Linked DNA regions of Urocitellus parryii: region 1 is linked to region 2. A link is a contact called in public Hi-C data. All regions are on one chromosome and are shown on one strand. The core of a region is the stretch at or near the end of the contact, and the rest is flanking DNA. Distances in the headings are between cores, read along the strand shown. Region 1 holds the start of Ppp2r1b (protein phosphatase 2 scaffold subunit Abeta). Region 2 holds the start of Sik2 (salt inducible kinase 2).

Region 1 (3,598 bases), core at 1,021-3,520, 150 kb before region 2:
TCATCCTTTCCATAACAGTAGGAACTCTCTCTGATCTTCTAACTGGTAAAGTACTAAATGAAAAAACTCTTATCCCTCTGTCTCTCAAATTTGAGTAGTATATGGGTCATTTTTTTTATATATATATATTTAGGTATAGTTGGACACAATGCCTTTATTTTATTTACTTATTTTTTATGTGGTGCTGAGGTTCAAACCTAGGGCCTCGAATGTGCTAGACAGCACTCTATCGCTGAGCTACAACCCCAGCCCTATGGGTCATTTTTAAAGGAAAAAAAATTCTGAAAACTCTCAGTCAACTTAAATTATCCTGACTATAATGTAACTTAAATTTATAAATATAAGCTAGGAATATAATGTTCTTTTATTTTTATTTGTAATTCTCATACAATTACAAAACCAAAACAGACTTACAAATGAAATACAATCACAAAACTAATACTGGCATGGTGTGGTGGTGCATGTAATACCAGTGGCAGGGAGGCTGAGGCAGGAAGATCACAAGTTTAAAGCCAGCCTCAGCAAACTTGAGGCACTAAGCAACTCAGTGAGACCCTGTCTCTAAATAAAATACAAATAGGGCTGGGGATGTGGCTCAGTGGTTGAGTGCTCCTGAGTTCAATTCCTGATATAAAAACAAACAAACAAACCAAAAACCCCCACAAAAACAAAAACTAATAATATTCAAGTTATTAACATGAAAAATGATGTCTTTTGCTAAAACTAAAGCATTTCTTATATTGTGACTATGATATTGCCTGTTAAAGTTCAGCTTATTTTGAGTTCACCAAATGACCTATGATATCTTAATTTCCTCACCTCTTTTGGAACTATTGAGACCGCACAGTCCTGTGATATCATGTGGCTTTTATTTTGTGCTTAAAAGCATCTTTTTCATTTTAAATCTCTCTCTTCTTTTTCTCATTATCTCAGAACAATCAAAACAGTACTGAAATACACAAGTTATGTCGCAATACTGACTTACAGTCATTCTAATAATCTGAACATGCTTATGTAAATCTAAAAAATTATAAAAACTAAAATTAAAACGCTAGAGAATACATCTGCCCAGAACTAATTTGAGAAAAACTGTTCAGGTCTACTGATTCCCAAACTTTCACTACTACTAAAGGCTCTGTCACATGGAGATGTGAGGAGCATAGTGAAGAGAAGAATGTGGTTTTTGTTGACTTCCCAGAGGCTCATGCTTTTAAAAAACTCTCCTAAATTTATTTATTAGCAATTTTAGTTTTATTACATGTATAATCATTTTATTACATGCTTATCATTCTAAGTTGCTTAAATTCCACTCCAAAACAAACATAGACAGGACATTTTAGTTATTTTGTGCTGACCTAAAAGGGTAAGGGAAAACTTTCCATAGCTTTGTAAGAAAAAACTCCCAGATCCTGTCTCTTCCAACTGCTGCCTTTGAGGACTCTTGGAGGTCTGGGGAGGCCAATTTAGGACTTATTGTACAAGCAAAGATTCTACCCCACCCAATTTGGAAGGATTAAAGCCTGTCCTAGTTTTGCTTGATTGTTGTACTTCTTGCATGCTAAAGAGCTAAAAAATGGGAGGAAGAAAATACAACAGAAGGCACCATTCCAGTACCAAACTGAAAAGAAACACAAAAACAAGAGAGCAGCATGTTTTCAACAGCTTGCGTGGAAAAAATATTGACTGGAGAGTTTGGACAGCACTGTTCATTTTCTCTCACCGCCCGCATTATTTGTCTTTCAGAGCAGGAGCCAGGCCAAAGGAAGAGGTGGAGGGGGTTCTGTAGAGGCTTGAGGCCAAGAGGGGGAAATTAGGGCTGGCGACCCAATGGCTGGGCGCCAGGATTAAGCCAGAGGAGACGCTAAAGCCTTTTTCCTCCTGGCCTCGGGCACCCTCTTTTGCTGCCTGAGTCCTGAGCAGGCACAACACACATCACTCAGGTAAGGTCCCTGGTTGCTTCAGACCACAACGGCCAGGATGAATCCCTGCCCCTGTTTCTTTCGGCTGGGTAAAGGTCACAGGGGTTCCGTTAGCTTTCTTAGCCCACCTTTTAGGAGTTCAGACCTACACCTCCTGCAATGTGGGTGGGGAGAGAGACTCCATCAGCGAACCAATTTAGTTCTCCCACCCGCTAGGAAGATAGGCACCAGTCTTGGCCCAGCCCTCCTAGGCGCGGGGCGGGGGCGGGGCCTGGGCGCGGGGCGGGGCCTGGGCGCGGGGCGGGGCCTGGGCGCGGGGCGGGGCCTGGGCGCGGGGCGGGCGGCGGCGACCAGCCGGAGAAGAAAGAACATGGCGGGCGCAGCGGGGCCCGGGACCGGCCTGGGGGCAGCGGGCGGAGATGGAGATGATTCGCTATACCCGATCGCAGTTTTAATCGACGAGCTCCGCAATGAGGATGTGCAGGTAATGGGCTGAGGCCGGGGAGTTGAGGTGGGCCCAGCAGGGCGTGTGGTTGGTGCCGCGATGGTGGAGGCCCACGGGTTGAGAGACCGAACTCGGAGCAGAAACTTGAGGGGGAGGCGAGGAAGGACTCTCGGGAGTCTATGATGGCCGCTCCCCACCGTCCTTGGGACCTCTCCCGCACCCTTTCCCCGGGTCTGTGAGGCGTTGGCTTGGTGCCCATCAGTGCTTGGCGACCGTCGGACAACCGGCTTCCCGTCTCCGTGCTCCTTCCGTGCTACGCCGCGTCCTGCGCTGGGCCGGCGTCTTGTAGATGAGCCGTCGCGAGCGACTGGGGCGGCCTGCGGGTCTCTGGGTGCCAAGGGGCACTTTGAAGTTCAGTGTAATGCCTTCCTCGGTCTTGGAAACTAGCCGGGCTTGTTGGGTGGAAAGAAGGTAGGGATGGCTGATTAACCCAGATGAGTCGTGTATCAGCTGCGATGAAATTTTTCTTTGAAAAGGCAGGTGTATTCAACCGTTTCGTGTGCTTCACTACTGCCAGAGTTTGTTCTTTTTAAAATTATCTCAGTTCTTGAGTATTTTCATTCAGTCCTTTCTCTTATGGGCTCTTCAGTGTTTTGCCTAGGAAATCTTTATTTTTTATACCCGCATGCCCTCATCTCACCTATTTGCCCCTTTTGTTTTTTGGTCTGAATTGCAGTCATTTCTTAGTTTGTTCTTTTTTTCCATTTTCTTTTTTAAAGCTCCGTCTCAACAGTATTAAGAAATTATCAACAATTGCTCTAGCACTTGGAGTAGAAAGGACCCGAACTGAACTGCTGCCATTCCTTACAGGTATGTATGTGTTTTTGTTTAAAGAAAGGCATGGACATTCTATTTTCCAGTGACTTTCAAAACTTTTTTTTTTTTTTTTTTTTTAGAGTTTGTTACCCAGCATATCATTAAGTACAAAATTGATCATGGTGCTTTCTGTGCGAAAGAAATAAAACATATTGTAATGTTAATAGCTAGGTATATTCAAACATTACTCATTCAGCTAGTGGGAAAGTAATTGATCTGGGAGTATGATTTTTTTAGTTCTGTAAAACATATTCATGAAGACTATTGATAAAAAATGAAGAAAATGCTATTAGGATTTTGACTAGACTATCTTACTATGTACATGTTGAATCTGTTTCTGTTTTTGTGTGTGTCCTGC
Region 2 (3,567 bases), core at 341-2,840:
AAAAAGTGAAGATGACATGATATATTCCCCTTCTTTTTAAAAATGGACATTAAGCAAAACTTTTAAATACTACTACTACTAAAATCATTCAACTTTTCAAATGCCCTTCGCCTTACGTAAGTCATCCTAGAAAAAAATAAAAGTACTACTTTATTCTAAATTCAAAGTCCTCAAAGTCTAGTGCATTAGTACTAACAAGGGCGGGGGGAGGGAAGGAACAGGATGAAACTATGGGGAAAACTGAAAAAGGGTGAAACTCCAGTGACAATTACAACGAGGCAGAATAGAGTACGTCAAAACCACTAGGCTTTATTCTAAAGAATGGTTTTGTTTCTATCTTTCCCCCCCGCCAAGATATTTAATTTGCACATCTTAAAATAGAGACCCTGAGGAGAGCAGCTTGAAGCAGTGGAAGGAAGGGGGGCGGGTTAGGTAAGAACAGAGACTTGTGAGAAAATATGTGCGGTGCATTAGAATGTGCAATGGATGGGGGGGGGGGGTGCTGGATTCGCCGTCAGGAAGCAGTTGAGGGCTTTAGGAGTAGAGAGGCATTCTGAAGTGGTTTAAGAAATTCATTTTTACAGACAGAATGCACACCTGGTAAAGGGACAACCCTACCCAAGTAAAACCAACCCACCAACTGTACAAATATCGAGATGACCATTTTAACCAGTTCTTTTGTCTGGAGTATTAGATGGAAATACCTCAGGCAAGAGATCAAGCTAGCCAGGCACCAAATCAGAGACCTTGCAAGGCAAAAGGAGGGAAAGAAGGACAGTGGCTGCCTGGGCATTCCCGGACACGGAGGCCCCTTCTTAGCTGGGCAGGAGGAAAGCCAGGGTCGGGGGCCGCGCGATCCCCGTGAGCGGAGCCTGAGCGCAGGAGGTCCCCTCCACGGGCTGGCGACATCTCTCACCGCGCAGCCCGGGAGCACCGAGACTTCCCCTCCCACCCCACCCCCAGTCGAAAGCGGGGAAGACGCGGAACTTGGGCTCCGGAGCCGAGGCCACAGACCAGGTCACGGCCCGGGTGGGAGGCTCTGGGAGAAATTCCGTGGGCCACCGGGGGTGGCGTAGGGGAAGGCAAAGCCCGGGGGAACCGGGCTCCATACGGACGGCACTCGGGTCTGGGTGACCGGGCCCGGGTCCCTTCGCTGCTCACCGACCCCCAGCACCTCTGGGTCCTCACGGTCCCAGGCCCGCTTGCCTAAGCAAGTGGCGCGGCCTCTCCGGTGTTCCCGGTCGCACCACTACAGCCTGCCCTTTCAGTAAACAGCTTCTCTCCCGAACCCTCTCTTCGGACGCTCCCGCCGAGCCCCGGGCCGCACCTCCGTCTTGGTGATCCGGTGCCGCCCCAGCTTCACCACCGCGAAGTTGCCCTTGCCCAGCGTGCCCTCGATGTCGTAGAACCCCACCCGGACCGGCCCGCGCTGCAAGTGCCTCGGGCCATCCGCCATGACCATGCTGGGCCCCGCTGCTAGACACGGCGACTGAAGCGCGAGCGGGCGGGCGGACCGGCTGCGCGGCTCGGCTCGGGCGACGGCCGCTCGGATCGCTCCTTCGCTCCTTCCCTCCCGCTCCGCAGGGCCCAGCCAGGCGCGCGCCGCCGCTGACGTGCGCCGACGTCAGGGGGCCGGGGCAGGGGGCGGGGGCGGGACCGGGCCTCGATTGGTCACCATGGCGACCGGAGCACCGCCGACGTAGGCGGCGGGAGGGAGAAAGGGTGGGTCGGCGCGCCGGGAGGGGCGCGGACCTGGCCGGCGCGTTCCTTCCGGGCTTCGGCGCCCTCCGCTTTCTCTCCGCCTCGCTGCTGCCAGGGGCGGGGTCGCCGCCCGGCCCGCCCGGTTTCCCGGTCTTCCAGCCGAAGGGCAAGAGCGAGCCCTGGTGGGCCGATCGAAGGTGTGCATCGACCTGCATCTGGCCTGTGGGCTGCTGCTCTGCCCCGGCGTTCTCCGCCCACCTGCGGACCTTCCCGCCAAAATCTCTCACCTATGAGTAGAGTGCTCCCTAAATTTGGCTTCAGCAAAGAACTGTGGCTGAGTAACGCGTTGCTCACAGGCTTCTTTCTTTGTGTCCTTTTCTCATTTTGTTGCTATATACGTCCTTCCACATTTTGATGTCGCTAAAGACTCATTCTGACAGCATATAGACTCACAGAATTGAAGAGACAGACCCTAGAGATTCTTAACCCAGGCATTTGGAAGCTCCAGTGGCCTTTGGAAGCTGGAACGCCCTGAAATTGTAGGGAAAGTTTTGCTTATTTGAGAGTGTCCCCGGGGAAAGGGGATCATAGCTTTTATCGGATTCCCAACCTGTGAGTGACCCTGAAAAGATTAAGAAATGTGTTTTTAATCCAGTTCCGTTTGATATGACGAGGGAGGCAGCAAGGAATGAAGGGAATTGACAAGGTCATACAGGTAATGCTAGGATTATGAATTATCACACCAGTCTTTCATATGGTAAAACAGGAACAGCAAAATTTTAATATTTTGAAATATATTATGTGCCTCCAGATCTTGGTTTGTGAATACCGTTCTCCACTAAAAGGAGCCAGACTCCTTAGCAGATTGGCTCATTTGAAGGAAGAGACAAGGAAAGTATAAAGTGCTCTTAAAAGATTTTGTACCAGAAAGCAAGGAGATTTCTTGTATATATCAAGGATATGTCAAAAGACAAAAGAAGACAGCTTGAAGTTACCTCCACTTACCAAATCAGAGGCAATTTAAGTATCAAAAAAGAATAATGATAGATATGGATTATAAAACATTGGATTTTTAAAAAGAACCCATATTTTCACTTTAACTTTTAAATACATAAATATAATAATATAATAAATAATAAATAAATAAAATACAATATATTTTAAATAAATATGTAAGGGGGGAGAAATTACAGTTCTTGACAGTGGTATGCCAAACAAATGCATGTAGAAGAAATGGTGAAACTACAAAGTCACCATTTTGCAACTATTATGGTAATAATTGATTCAGACAAATCTGTTAAATGGTGTTAAAATCATTGGGTGGAACAATCTGGGGAAAATGATATGTACACAATCTCAAAGTATCTTTGGATTGCTTATTATTAGAAAGGGTTAGCAAAGGCACCTTTACAGTAAAGAAAGCTGACAGCTGCCACCCTAACCAAGTGATGAAAGTTGATGTCACTATTAATGAATAAAATAACATGATGTGCTTCCTGATGTGAGGCATTGAAGACATATTTCGTATTCAATATCCCTGGAAACAAAATGTATATTATGAATCCATCACAAAAAGCGACAATCAGAAAAATGTACATTGAGAAACATTCTACTCGATACCTGACCTGTACTCTTAAACAATGTTAGTGTCGTGAAAGACAAAGGGCTGAGGAACAGTTCTAGATTTAAGGGATAAAAGAGACATGCCAGTTATGGCAATGTGTGATCCTAGAAAAACATGTTATAAAGGATGATTGGTGAAATTTGAATATGGATTTGAATTTGAATATTAGACAAAAGTATTATCTCAATTTTAAGCTTTTGGAATTTCATAATTGTACTATATTATGAAAAAGGGTGCCCTTA

What was found. Hi-C and Micro-C count contacts between places; a contact is called where the count stands out from the background.
Region 1: a contact with region 2 is called in a Hi-C map of muscle, with 5 times the contacts expected there. The contact joins the promoter of Ppp2r1b here to the promoter of Sik2 in region 2. A contact is called at or near these places in 2 of 2 Hi-C or Micro-C datasets (liver and muscle).

Annotation. Positions count from the first base shown.
Region 1 is chr4:98,866,687-98,870,284 of mUroPar1.hap1, reverse strand. It overlaps Ppp2r1b (protein phosphatase 2 scaffold subunit Abeta), which reads left to right and starts at 2,270. Exons shown (of 16, transcript XM_026392518.2): 1 at 2,270-2,403; 2 at 3,144-3,234. The coding sequence starts at 2,290.
Region 2 is chr4:98,716,707-98,720,273 of mUroPar1.hap1, reverse strand. Sik2 (salt inducible kinase 2) reads right to left here and starts at 1,590. Exons shown (of 16, transcript XM_026392509.2): 1 at 1,328-1,590. The coding sequence starts at 1,462.